Linked DNA regions of Astyanax mexicanus: region 2 is linked to region 1. A link is a contact called in public Hi-C data. All regions are on one chromosome and are shown on one strand. The core of a region is the stretch at or near the end of the contact, and the rest is flanking DNA. Distances in the headings are between cores, read along the strand shown. Region 1 has its middle 13 kb from the start of prph2a. Region 2 holds the start of timm23a (translocase of inner mitochondrial membrane 23 homolog a (yeast)).

Region 1 (7,773 bases), core at 2,319-4,818:
TTCAGATAAATATGTTGCCTTTTTGTTGCCTGAGATTGCCCGTCGAATGTGAATGCAGTGGAGCTGAAAAAGCCTGCCATTGAACTTTACTGTCAGTGTATTGAAACACACACAAATGCATACACTGATCAGCCATAACATTAACATCACCAGCATGAGATTGAGCAGATTCCCTTTCTGCTTCCACAACAGGTCTGGAAAACGGTATCTGGCACCATGATGTGAGCAGCTGATCTTTTAAAGGTGGCCGTGACCCTGTTGCTGGTTCACTGGCAGTCCTTTCTTATAATCATCTATTTTTTGGTAGATACTGACTATTGCATACTGGCAACACCACATTAAAACTGCCTGATGTTTTGGAATGATCAAATCTGGCCCATGTCAAAGTGGGTCAGGTCCTTATACATGCCAATTCTTCCTCTTTTAACCCCTTAAAATGTCTTGTCCCGTATACAGTCTACAGGTGTAGGTGATACAAAATCCTTTTTTTTGCAGTAAAATAACTTATTTACACTCTGAAAATTCGGCGGCTTTAAAATCTCCTTCAGGACACTTGGAGAAGCTGCCTATTCACTTTCTACTCCACTTAATAATTCCAGATCAGTAACAGAAATCAACCCAAATCCTGCATGTTTAAAAAAAATGAACATAAAAACTAGACAAACATAACAAAACTAAACATTTGGAGGACATGAACTGTTTGATTTGTATTCAGAAAAATATTGATTTTAAAATAAAGATCAGAAAATAGCCAATTTTATGATTTTGTTTATTAAATTTTTACATTAGCAGATTTACTTAAATAATTTACTTTTTCTATTACAGTGCTTTTCAGTAATGTTCCTTATCAAACATGAAAGCTTTTTAGGTAATGCCTGAATAGAAATCCTCAAGATTTAGTGATGCAATGTCAGGCAGACAATTGACAAAAATCCTGGCCTGTTAAGGGGTTAAAGAACACATAAACTTTTGATCATCCTGTTTTAAAAACAACTCTCTTTTCGCTGTCTCATTTTTAACAGATGGGCTGCTTCCAAAATGTTATAAAAGCCATATTTCCTTTAGAAGTGAAATGTCCCTGGCTGGAGCGCAAACACAAATCAAGATTGGTGTTGGAAAAGTGGTCATTTTTTTATGAAATTCTGCATTATATTTTCTCCATATTTTGTTAATTTCAGCCAGAAAACATATAACTTTATCAGTTGACAGGATATGATGGTGATTACTGATTGTTTTTAGCAGTCAAACAAGGATTTGATTTGTCTTTCTAGCAACTTTAATACTCCTTGCTCCTGTGAAGCATTTCTAAGTTGCATTATTATTGCCTTTATTACTGCCTTTATTATTATTATTATTATTATTATTATTATTATTATTATTATTATTATTATTATTATTATTATGTATTTTAATGTTCAGAGTGCTAAGCAGCTGCTCAGAGGAAACATGGCTGCTGATTGTTGGGACAATGTTTGAGAATTGTATTTAGAAAGCTTATATTTTTCACTTTCAAATTGTACCAAAATTGATACATGAATCAATTTAAATGTGTGCTTTTCAGAAATCAGTTAATTTTCAGCTAACCTACAGTAACATTAACAGATATCAGCAGGGGTGCCCAAATGATGTTGTATGTGAGAGTGACAAAGTAAAAAATATATAAAACAGACATACATTTAAATTAACCTTGTACCGTGGTTTCCCTATAAAATTACCATTTTAGTGTTTTGTTACCACTGCAGCAATATTATTATTTACCAGTCATTTAAATAAGTCTTTGTTAATAAGCCTTTTTACATTCCAAACAATGTAAACTGTCTCCCAACAAGCCTTTCACTCAGTATTTTCTCTACATACATTTGTAACTGTCGCTGCCTCCCAACCCCCCTCCAAACAATCCTCTGTTTCTCAATCCATTTAACACAAACAGAAATTGTTTTCTTGGCAACCTGAGTTATGTGGGTGGTGAAATAGGACATATAGCCTGCCAGTGGGATTGATTGATGGAGCTATGAGAATGGAGTATGTGTGCATGTGTGTGTGTGTGTGTGTGTGCGCTTAGGTGGAATTTGATCGTTGTGCCCCTCTTGCTGTCCAGGTCCAGATAACAACTCCCAGGGATGTTCACGCACAGCGAGCATCTCGTGGCCTTTCAGATGGGTAACACTGTTTGGACACCAATGTAAGAAATAAGGGCGGAGATGCATGTCTCTCCAAGGAGGACGCATCAGTCTTCCAACATTCTGTCACTTATTGCTCTACCTGAGTGATTCCTGAGACAGACTGCAGTGTCTTTTCTGTCTGCGCAAGGCATTTCTCCTCAGCTATTTCACTCTCCAGCCACTGAGTCCCACCCGGCTTCTGGCAGTCAGAAAAGGCCGAGCGTTTTATTTGGACAGGTCAACAAGCTAAGTGGAAGACTTAACACCCCAGACCACAATAGAATTTGAGGGCACTCCTGGGCACCTCAGAGAAACTCCAGGGTTAGAGGCTTATAGACTTATTGTGACTTAAGAGACTCTTTGTTCTGTTTATATACTGTTACATACAGCACACTGCACTTTTTTTTTAGAATTCTGTGCGTGAATTACAACAGCATAATCTTTTTGTATATCATATACTGTATATAATGCATTTTTTCATTATACTATGTAAAATTGAGCTTGAGCTATTTTGTCGTAAACCAATCCTAGTACAACTGGAGTACAAAGAAGTACATTCTAAAATACAGTAAATAGGTATACATATGGTATATATATGTACACATGTAAACTTATCCCTGCAGGCATGTAACAGTATTAGATATTATACTGGTGTAAATATGTTGATATTTTTTACGTCATGACCAACATTCAACTTGACATTAACGTCTATTGACATTGGGGGCCAGCTGGGTAGGCACATCTCAAGCAAATTCATTTTTTTTGCTTCTATGAGGCTTACCTGAAATTACTTTGGGATCATTTAACCAAAAAGAACAACAATTACAATTTTAAACAATAAATACGCAATACTACACTCAAGGGTTGTGCTGTAATGTGAGATGTTGCCACTTATAAAGCAAGAAAACATATAGTAAAGGCAATAATATCAAATACAATTAATATTGTAGAATTATATCATTGCTGCTTTGTTATGGCTGGTGTTGTCTTATAAGCACTGGCATTGTTTGCAGGTTGTGGAGTCATACTCGAAAAGCTTTGGTCAGAGTGCCATTATTGTGCAATACTGGTACTAGCCTATCATATTTTGTTATCTGGTAATCTGTGGTAGAGTGAGTAGATTGGTTTATAACATCAGAAGTAACTGTTTTTACAGCTTATCTTTTTCATTTGGCCCATAAATTCATGAATGAATTATATTGTTTTTCAAATTTGATGTTAATCTTTCAGTGATGGTCCTGTAGCACACCACCCATCTCACTGCACCTAAAACCAATGCAAGAAAGTCAGAGGATTTCTGAAAGCACATTCACTGGGCACCAGGCAAACAGTAAGCAGGAGTCACCTCTGTTGTATCATTGCTGTAGCCTCCTGGTTATGCCTAAGTCAGCACTACAGCGCAGACAACCGTGCTGTAAATCATTTAATGAAGCATTCCCCTGAAGTCTCATTCAGTGTCACTCAGTGTCTCCTGCTTAGCTTTAGCATCTGAGTCACGTAGAATGAGAGCAGCCCTGAACTCGGGCCAAGTAGAGGGTGCAGACCAGAGGGAAAGGCGTCTGGGTCAGGGACAAGTAAATATTTGATGACTACAAAATTAATTATTGTCTGGTCATATGATTTACCTGTGAATGAAATTAGGTGTCTAGGACTGACACTTTGAGGTACTAAGTAAATCAACAGAATTATAGACATCCTTGTGTGTGTATGTGTGTGTGTGTGTGTGTGTGTGTGTGTGTGTTTGTGTTTGTGTGTGTTCCACCAGACACAAGCCAAGATATCCAACTGAAACCATGTGGACACTGCCCCCCTGAGGAAGGCTATGCTGATATTTATCAAATATACCAAACACATGATATTATGTGCAAAGAGAGGTATAAAACCCCCAGCACTGGACTGGGTTCTCCAGAAGGGTTGAGGGTGGTGATCTTCCAATATTCTGAACATTCACTAAAGCTCTTGCCAAAGAATGCAATCAAATCCTCACAGCAATGTCCCAGAATCTAATCAGTATAAAAATATTAATAATCATCTGGTATCCACTATCAGGCCATGCTAGAATTCATAGAACTCCATAATTCACCACATCTGGCTATAAGATAACACCTCAAAACTCACACAGGTTTTGACATTAACAAGCTGTACAATCATTTTATATGTAGATATTTCTGTCCTAGGCCAAAATGCAAAATGCATTGTAATTGTCTGACATAAAAAAATAAATAAAATAAAATGTTAAATTCCATGTATAGTCTACAAAAATTACATAGAAGGAAATAGAAAAAAATGAAGGTTTTCTATGAAGGGTAATATAAGACCTTCAAAAACAGCTAAATAAATGCATGTGTTTTAATTAAGTGAATTCAACTGGATATGTTACTTACTGTACACTCTAAAAAACAGAGGTACGATATGAGTACTTTTTTGTACTCGAAGGTACATTCTTTATAATTGTACCCTCAAAGGTACAATATTGGTCTTTACAGGGTCAGATTTGTTCCCTCTGAAGTACAAAGTCATTTCTAACAGCAATAAGTACAAATTTGTACCATTTAACCAGCCAAAAGGTACATTCAGTATTCTGCATCACTGTACTAATGAACAGTATATATTTAAATAGCACATTTTTTATTTGAAAGCCAGACAATTTTGTATCATCAAGTTTTTGAGCCATTTTTAGTTGATGACAATGTTTATAATCTTTATAATCTATACTGGCACAAAAACCATGGGTACAAAAAAGGACTTTCACTGAAAGGTACTTTTTTGTACCTCAATATAAGGTACAGCCCCAGCGACAAGCTTTGTACTCTTTTAAGTACAAATCTGTACTTATATTTCTTAGAGTGTAAAAGAGAAATGTTTTTAAAATATTCATCACCGTTAGTTCATTCACCAAGCAGACACATTTTACTTAATATAGTCTTTGTATAATCGTGTTTAATCTAGTAACTGTAAAAGCCTGATTTACTACAGACAATCAGAAAACTTTAAAAGATAAGCACATATTCAGAAAGTGAATGTGATTTGTTTCTATCACTAAGACCACCAGACTCTGGGAAGGAATCTAATCCTAGATCAGCGCTCGCTCTTACCGGGGCTTTATGAACACCACGTCTGATAGCTTTATTAGATTCAGTCAGCATGGGTCATGTGGTGTAACCCCTGATCCTGATCCCCATATAATAGGTTTTAAACACAACCCACAGATTTTATATAGCGGGAAAGCAGTTTAGCCTGCGTTTGAACCCACAGCCTTTATTTCTTCCTACCCTGGTCCTGGAGTACCTCATACCCTGCACATCAGCTGGAACAGCTATGTGCATACATGTATATCGATCAATCATAACATTATGACCACTTCCTTTTTTTTTTTTTTACACCCATTATCATTTTTTTTAGCTCCACTGGGCATATAGGAGCACTTTGTAGTTCTATAATAGTAGACACAGATAAGCTTTTGTCTCTCTGACTTTACCGCTACAAAGTGGACCCTACCCAGACAGCAGTGTGTAATAGTGCAGACAGTGAGAGGATACAGTGTTTAAAAGCTCCAGCAGCACTGCTGTGTCTGATTCACTTGTACCAGCACAACACACACTGTCCAAGATAACATTTTTTGGTTAGAAGAACATTTTCTAAACCTTACAGTTAATTGGTTACAATTGTCCCATCTGTTGTCCATCAAGTTTTTTGGAAGTTCTTAGAATATTTTTATTTAATGCTTTAAAAAGTTATTGTAATGTTGCTGCAACGTCACTTCTGTCAACGCGTTTATTATTATTTTTTTTTAATTGTTACTTTTAACCTTTTCATAACATGAGTTGGGATTATTGTGGGAGAATCTTTTTAATAACATTGTGATGCAAAACATTGTTACGTCACAGGTTTTCAGAACGTTCTTATTACATTTTCTGTTTTACTGCAGTGTTGGAACTGACCCACCACTCAAATAATATCTGCTCTGTGGTGGTCCTGTGGGGTCCGGGGTGAGGAACAGGGTGAAAGGAAGATAATACAGTATGCAGAGAAATGGAAGGACAACAGACTGCAACTACAGAACCTATGTTAATGTTGTTCTTGATTTGTATGTGTGTGTGTGTGTGTGTGTGTGTGTGTGTGTTAGGAGCAGAGTACACATTAAAATGTGCAGGACAGGGGTACTCTAAGGTCAGAAATGGGAAACACTGCATTTTACCATAAAACACATATAAACTACAGTATAATAAAATAATGAATATAGCAGCAATACTGCCATCTTCTGGTGATTATCGCGTCCATGCACAGAAAGAGCAGTCTACACTATACAGAACCTTCACTTTTCTTTGAACAATTAAAGAAAATAATATTTGTGACAAATATAATATTATTGTGCTGAAATAGTTCTGTACCTCAGTTATGTTTTTTTTTATTCAGTACTACATCACTACTAATATTTAATTAAAAAGTTACACTTAAAAAAAAAACCCCAACACAATTTAAGTATAATTGCCTGAGCTGAATGATTAAATGCTTACAACAGATAAGGTAAAAAAAAAAAACCCTGGTGTGCTCAGTAATCACATGCTCAGAATATCAGTTATTGTATTCCCTGTAATAAGCCTATTTACATAAATATTATTGTGTTTTAGGTATATATTGTACTTCAGGTGTATATTTCAGACATACAACTCTATTTTATAAGTATTTTAATTTGTAATACTGTATATTATCACTGTCACACAAAAAAGTCCTCCAAAAAAGCCCCCAGTGAAAGTTTAACACATTTTGTAAAATATAAAAATATTATATTTAGATTTGTCACTTTTTCACGAGAAATAACACTATTAATTTTAGACTATATTTAATTTTGCTTCGTATTTAAAAATTTAAATGGCAATGGTTTCAATTGTTTTTTATGAAGGTAGATTATGTAGACATTATGTATACTGCATTGTGTGTGTACAGATAAGCTACACACACACACACACACACACACACACACACACACACAAACACATAGGCAAGCACACACCCCTCAGTGGTTGATGTATCATTCAAACAGACAGAGATCATGATCCCATTTAGCTGTGTGTGTGAGTAGGCTGCTCTCTCTCTCTCTCTCTCTCTCTCTCTCTCTCTCTCTCTCTCTCTGTCTGTGAGAGCTAACTGATGTGTGTGTGATGAGGTGAAGACTTGCTGTTCTGCATTATTAGCTGCCAAACAGAGTAAATGATTTTGTGTATACATAATAAACTAAACATGATCACGAGTGTATCACTGACTGAAACCCCACTGAATATCATTCACAAACCTGGACTAATACTGTGTGTACACTGACTGAGTGTGAGAAAACTTCAGCCATGGCAGCAGCAGCACAGGAGTGTGTGCATTAAGACACATCCAGACTGTGTACATGAGGGTGCAGCAGGAAAATGGAGTTCAGTGCTGGCGGCGGACCTGGAGGAAAGATGAGGCAATTTTCCAGCAAAAAGGAAACGCCTAAAATTCAGAGCTCCCCAAAGAGAGAGCACACAATTCATCATAACACTGCCTATACTGAGAGAGAGAGAGAGAGAGAGAGAGAGAGAGAGAGAGAGAGAGCAGTGTGTATTCAGAGTAGAAGAAACAT
Region 2 (7,773 bases), core at 1,444-3,943, 82 kb before region 1:
TAGTGTGTTAGCCCATGATGCACCCTGTCGTGTGACCATGTTTAAAATCCTAAACAAAAAGAGAGGGATTCAAAATAAGAGCTGATTTAAGACTTCTTCAACTTTTGTTCTCATTTCACTTCAGGTTTTTCACAGTATTATATATTTATATATATATTTTTAAAAAAAAACAACAAAAGAAAAACACTTACTGTACGTTTCTAGGTTTTGACCAGGCCATGTCTCTGGTCTCTGTAATGCCCATACGGAGCCCATTAAGTGTTCCCAAAGCAGCTCCTGCAAAAATCAAACACAGTCCTTTAATCAACAAAGCATTGCGGTTATGAAACTCATTAAAACAAAGCAAACTGATTAGGGTGATCTAAAGCTTTAGAGATAGATACTGCAGGTCTAAATAATTAGTTAATAAAGAAAGAACCCAGAGAAGCTTAACATTACCTGTTATACAAGACCCTCCTATGGTAAAGAATGCCAGTTCAAATCGTCCACGGGTTTTGTTTGCTCCAGTTGGCAGTATAAATTCATCAGAGTCCTAAGAGATGTGGAAAACATAAGACACAGACAAATTAGACCTAACTACTGGAGAGGTTGATGTGAAGATTTAAAAAAAAAAAAAAAAAAAAAACAATGCCTTATTTGTTATACCAATATGCACATTTCGTTCTTATTCTGTGCCAAGATTTGATTCTATTTTTTGTACTCTCAAAAGTCTATATTTAGTACAGCGTTAAGTTTTTACACTTTAAAACAAGCACATAACTAGTTTAAACATTTATATCTCCAATGAAAGACAGACCATTTATAAAACTGTATTCTTACACTGACCTGAACAAGGTAGCGAGGATCGACATTAAGGTAAGGAGAGAGTGGGCTCATTCCAGTCACTGTGGGGAAAAAAAGAGTGTACAGTTGACCACACTCTCACAACATACAGTAGCATAGAAGTAGTGCTGGACAATAGGGCCAAAAGTTGGGTCAACACAAATTAATTCCAATCATGTTGTAACCCCTCATGTTGCAAGTAATCAAGCACTGATAGAGCTGAGTATTTAAAGATAATCTCATGCAGTGCTGATATCCTCAATACACATATTGTCGATTCAATAAATATTTTTTTGAATCACAATACTATAAAGTTACAATATATTGCAATAATTTCTGGGATGAAAATTGTGAACAGGCCAAATAGAGATATAGAATATTCAGCATTACTATTAAACAGTGACTGATATACCAATAGTAATAGACAGCCTCAATAGCTTAATTATTGACAGATACAATTAGTTAATTTTGATATTAAGACCCAGTTCTGAATATTGACCAAAATTAGAAATTTAATCAGTTAAAATAACTGAGCAGCTCATTCACGTGATAAAAAACATGACTTAATGTTTCAGGGTTAAAATCCAGATGCAACACAAATGGCACAACAACAATTTCATAATCTGCATTTTAACATTTTGTTCCAGAAATCAGGTTGGAACTAGTAAAACATTTCATTAACGTGTTTGAACGGTTAATTTGTTGGAAAAGAGCTGTAGAATAAAAATGTACGCTTTTAAAAGGAGCTTGTTTTATCTCCAGCACTCCTACATTTTGTAAATAATGTCAGATAAACAAACACAGAGTAACGTTAGTCAAAGTAAAGTTGGCAGTAGAATCCTTACAGTTAAAACTCGCTTTATTAAAAAGAATTTAGCTATAGCTTTCCAAAAATACTCTGAATAAGAACATTTAAAAAAAATGTTCTAGAAAAATAACAGTTCTGATATCTACAAATTTAGCTAAATTTGAATGATTACATAAGTAGATATAATATGGAACTTTACACTGCTTTTAAAAGGCCTGTGACACACAGGTTACATCACCATTACGTGGGATTACGTGTGTGCCTCAGCTATAGGCAAAATATCAAATCAAATCAAAACAAATTTATTTGTATAGCGCTTTTTTACAACTGGTGTTGGCACAAAGCAGCTTTACAGAAACATGACTACAGGACAAATAATCAGGCAAAACATTAAACATAGAAAATACAGAACCCCCAGTGAGCGCGGAGGCAAAATATAAAAGCAAGAAACCCCTTTAACGTTTAGCTAACCAAACTAACATTTCACCATTCAAATAACTATAAAACATAAACACAGAGGGTCACAGAACCTGAAGGCCACTCTGACACCTAGCTAGTAGGCTAGCTATGCTAAGCTAGTTACCCTCACATGCTGAAAAAGGCCATAGTTAGCCCTTATGCTAACACCAGGACTACTATAGACACCAGAGTTACTTACGAGGCACCCCAGCGAGCTCGTTGTTGGAGTACTCCGGAGCTCCGCCGCCGAAAAGGCCCCCCATTCCGCCTTTAAAAGACCCCGATCCCGCCGCGTTGTCGTCCATGTTGTCACTCACTGCTGTGAATCTGATATGAAGTCAGAGAGCGGAGATCCTGCTGAACAGAGCCGCCGCCGCTGAGTCGCAGCCCAAGTACTGTTCCAATTCGAATTGAGTACAGACGTGTGTACTTGAGTATTGAGAAACGGCCACAGACTGCAGTCCTGAATAAGTTACCTGTACAGCTTATAAAACAGCAGGATCTGTACAGAGACCGAAATGAGGGGGTCTGTGTGTTTCTGTCACCGGTCAGATAGAGCATCCCTGACCTCCACCATGCGCTGCTGCCGGAAACCTGAAGGACAGTGCTGACGCAACTCTGTCGTGAAGTTAAAGCCACGCCTACAGTCGTGTCGTCATTTTGTAGTTTATGTTCATATGTGGAGTTCCGTGTCTCTAAGCGGTTTTTGCCTATTGCTGAAATGAGTGGGCTTTTCAAAAACTCGCCTCTATCACATTCTGTGGTGAATAAATATGTTCAGAACCCTGCATGTTTTATTCTCTGTGTATTTTCCTCCCGAATATTACTGGATCCTCTGAATTACAACCTTGTTTAAAGGCCATAATTAAACTACTAGTTTATTTACTGTCCACTGTCCGACACAAATTTGCACTGCTAACTTAAATTATTATATAACTGCGCACTTACACTTTCTGTATGGCTGACATCAGATATCCTCACAATATGCACAGCAACTAGTGTCAAGACATATCATACATGTCTTTTGTAACGTTTGTGTACTATGTATACCTGCTACTGGATATCCAGAATTTCACTCTGGAATCAATAAAGTTTCCATCTATCCATCCATCCATCCATCCATCCATCCATCCATCCATCCATCCATCCATCCATCCATCCATCTCTAGAAAAATGCTAACCATAAGCTAATACTACAGTGCACTGAAGTGATCTCAGAGCACAGCAGCAGAGACCTGATATCTGCATTGTACTAAAATGCATTCATAAAACACACAGCCTTGTGCATCCCACATTTTTCAACATTAGCATTTTAATACGACATTATAGTCACTGTGGCTTTTAGAAAAAATAAAAAATAAAATATATTTTATTTATTATGACATCTACGTGCTTTTGGGGGCTCTAAGTGGCCCTAACTCAAGTATTCATTAAGCCGACTATGTTTGTATTTATAATAAAGTCAGAGAAGTACATTTAAAAACTGTTTATTCACCCAGAATTTTTTTTTTTAAAACAAACTACATATTTTTTCCAGTTTTCTACTTTGTTAAATTTTAATGGCTGTTTGTTTTAATTTATCTTGAAGGTACTTAACATTACTTGTATTATGTTGTCTTTTAGTAAATTAATAAATGAGGGAAAAATTCCACCATGAGTGGGGTGAATGGAGCTAAGCAGCTAAAATGTCAAATAAAAAACTGTATCATTAACTAACTACTTGGGCTGAATATTTCTTAAATTAGGTACAATAGAATGAATTGTTTTTCTAAAAAAGCAAAGAAAACTTACCGGTAAATTTTCTTTTATTCAATAGCAGACAGGTTTTATGAAGTAAATGTGCTAGCAGTGCCGCTAATCTGCTCTGACTGGTTGGTGAGCTAATGCTGAAGAGCAAGATTTAAAGGCTTATATCTGGAGTTTAAACGCTTTTAAAAATATGTGTTGGTATAATATATATTTGATGATGTTCATTGTTGAGAAAAATAGTACATTTTATCAGTGTGAAAATTAATAAACATTTATAAACTCAGTATGAAGCCAATACCTCTCTATAAACACATTCATTTTAGACTCACTCGAGAGCGCCCTCTGGTGGTCAAATAAACCTCTTCATCAGCACATAATTCTGTTATATTCTTAAATATCAAGTTTCCCATCTTTAGAATTCTTTTTAAATATTTACATGGAAAATTCAGACAATGCGGTTTCCAATAAAAATCATACTCAATTATTTTTCAATTAAGTATTAAAGATTGAATATATTAAACTATATTTATAATTTAAATGCTTATTTTATACTAGAAAGGGTAGCTTAAAATGTGTATATATACATTTAATAAATATGTAGAAGATAAATCTCTTTATTACAACATTTTATATTTTGTTATATGTCTATTTATGCTTGTATAGTAGATGCATCTATTTTTATTTATTTATTAATATATGTTCATCAATCTATTTTAAATAAATAAAGCCATACATTATATTATATATATATAGTTTTTTTATAGTTGTAGAATTATATATAATAATATGGTATAAATACAAAAAGCTCAGTTTAAAAATTATTTAATCCTTTTTCGCTCTAATGCAAAATTGTCCTTTGTATGTGGATTTATATAAAATACGACAACATGTAGTTTTTTTTCAGAGTTAATATTTTATTTGCTAAAATTAAAACACATGTTTTTACCCTGCTGGTTCAGTAGGGTTATTCTGTGGAGCTGATGTATGTTGTGTGCTACACTAGATGGCAGTAAAGGGCTGATTATAGGTTTATAGTATGAATTTGCATTTAACAAGTTTATTAGTTATCTAAGGAGGACCTGTAGAACTAGCTCTTCTACATGTACATATAAATGGGAACATAACTCTACCTGTAAACAGGGTTTTTTTTAAACATCCAGAAAAGCTGATAGTTGCACTCCTCCCTGTAGTCTGGTCTGGTCCACATCCTCTGGGATCATAAGTGATAAACTCTGGCAGAGCTGCACTGTGGGAGGAAGGCCTGTTTGAATCCAGTCACTATGGCTGTTTTCCCCCTTGTGCTTTCTTTCTCTTTCTTTTCCACCCCTTGAGGTGGAGCAATAACGTTTGCCATTGTTGTCATTCTGTGAGCTCAGACTTCCTGGCATCCACACTAAATTATCCAGGGCTTTCTGTGGGAGCAGAAACGGCTCACTGTTCCCCAACAAAAAGGGCATTCAGAGCCCGTGGATGGCCTCCCATAGGCAGCCCACAGTGCTGAAGAGACACTAAAGCAGCAGAACAGAGACTGAGGGCTCCCTGTGGAACATGGCCGCAGTGGGAAATGAGTGTGATGTCATCATAATGAATCTCCCAGTATGTCTCTTTTTATCTCCAGTGTCTCTCTCCCTCCCTTTCTCTCTCTCTCTCTTTCATTGTGTCACTGTGTTTTATTTCAGCCACTTGTTTTTTTTTCCTGAGATTTTTCAGCATTCCAGAACTCCAGCACAAACATGATAAGTACACACACACACACACCCCAAAGTAGCACCCCAAAGGACTGTGTTACCATGGAGATATGAAAGCTGTGCAGTGCCTCTGTTCTTAAAAAACTGGTTTTGGAAGAGATGAGAGGAGGCCGTAAGAGCCCTTTTACAAAGCGCCTCCCAAATCTTTCAGATAAGGATTTAAACACATCACACACTTCCCAGCTTTCTGAATCTCACTAACACACGCCGCCCCGGCTTCACTCTGCAAGCGGAGATATGGAAACTCTCAAAAAACATGATTTTATGGAAGGAGCAGAAAAGTTGAACAACAGGCATAACTTATTTTTACGACTTAACAGCAGGACAGCAACACAGGCCAAACTTCTGCAGCTCTTCCAGTGGTTAATTCAGAGAAAACAAAACGCTGATCAACTCTAATGCTAATGTCCAAGCCTAATGTTTATACTATATTCATACACAGTTTAATTCATAGTTAAGAAATATTAAAGAAGTTAAAGAAACAAGTTACAAACAAGCAACATTTTACCCCAGTTAAATCCTCTGAACTGATTCCCTTTTTTTATCCCTTGTGTGGTGTTCGGGTCTGTGGGACCCGTTTTCATTTTTCATCAAATGATACTAAAAAAATATTTTTTCTAACTCAAACTCATTGGCATTGGCTCATTTTTTGTGAAAAACATATATCAAAACACATTTTCAATAAACACACACTATACACCCCCCCCCCCCCCCCCCCAACACACACACACACATTTATATTACATACAGTCTGTTTAGCCAAGGGCTAATAAACATTGCTTCATTTGTAAATTTGAACCTAAACAAATTTTCTACCCATATCTTGAGTTTAATTCATTTTCTTTTACATTTTATTAAAAAACTAATAAAAAAAGAGTAGCACTTTTTGAAAGAAATGTAACATAAGAAAGGTAAAGGGCAAATATTAACCATGTAAGCTGTTTATATTGCTTGCAATTTAGGTGAAGCGAGCATGTGTAAAGCATTTTAATGTAAAATTGCTTAATTTTGCTGAATTAAATACAAGTAACAAAGTAAACGAGTAACAAGAATATGAACACCAGGGTTAACAAGGGTTAACAGTGTTAAAAAGTTATAAGCCCCCTCATGGGAAAAAATGCAATCTTAAATCAGAAATAATGATCATTTGGAAATAAATGCAAATCAAAAACTAATACAGATTTTCTTGCATCAACTTTGCTTCTTCTTTCATTGCAGACAGTATATGATCCATCTCATGTTTTGTCTGTTCTTCTTGTCTGTTGACCTCACTCCATTTGTAAAATACAGTACCAGTCAAAAGTCGGGACACACCTCTTCTCGTTCAATGTGTTTTCTTTCTGTTTATGATTTGTTTTACATAGTAAATTTAATATTGAAGACATTAAACATATACACATGCAGAATTATTCTGTAAACAAAAAGTGTTAAAAAAAAACAGAACATGTTTTATACTTTAGATTGTTCTAAGTAGCACATTTAGCTTTGAGGACAGATCAGCACACTCTTGGTATTTTAATCTCAGTGTCTTTATGAGGGAGAGTCACCTGGAATAGTTTTCTCAGCGTCTTGAAGGAGTTTCTGGAGGTGATGATCAATAGTTGCTGCTTTTCCTCCATGCTGTAAAGCTCCAGCTCATCCCAAATCACCCATCTAAACTGGATGTATGTCAGCAGATTGTGGAGGACAAAAAAAACCCTCTTTTTTTGTTTACTACATGATCCTATATGTGTCCCTTAATTGTTTTGATGTATTAAATATGGATATACAATGTAGACAAATACAATAAATCCAGAGTGGCAAGAGTGGCCAATGGATACTTTTGACAACATAGTGTATCTTGATGCAGTGATCACAGATGTTCAGTGATTACTTGAATCATTTATTGATATCATGCACTGCAAAGGGTGAAATAGTTCATTCCAATATTTCTTTAAAGAACCTTGTTTTTAAACATTTAAATCATTTACTAATATGTATGTATTGACAATGTACTGTAGATCTGTTATACTACAGATCATCTGCCCATCTTTGCTCCTTCCACTTTTGTGGATGCTGCTTTGGTATCAAACCATGATTATAATCACCCGTTCACATCACCTGTTTACAACCATGAAATGCAGGGATTAATGTATATTCACAAACATAAATAAGGTGATGTGACCAAACATGCAATATACTGGGTTC

The links. Hi-C and Micro-C count contacts between places; a contact is called where the count stands out from the background.
Region 2: a Hi-C map of muscle shows a contact between it and region 1, with 16 times the contacts expected there. The contact joins the promoter of timm23a here to the enhancer-like site in region 1. A contact is called at or near these places in 2 of 3 Hi-C or Micro-C datasets (both in muscle).

The regions. Positions count from the first base shown.
Region 1 is chr15:33,156,391-33,164,163 of AstMex3_surface, reverse strand. No RefSeq gene overlaps it. Among protein-coding and RNA genes, the nearest start is that of prph2a, 13 kb to the right of the region's middle. Within about 2 kb of position 3,568, the one cell type or tissue checked has an H3K27ac peak away from gene starts, as active enhancers do.
Region 2 is chr15:33,237,871-33,245,643 of AstMex3_surface, reverse strand. timm23a (translocase of inner mitochondrial membrane 23 homolog a (yeast)) reads right to left here and starts at 2,693. Exons shown (of 7, transcript XM_007259311.4): 1 at 2,289-2,693; 2 at 826-884; 3 at 439-532; 4 at 192-276; 5 at 1-49. The coding sequence starts at 2,394.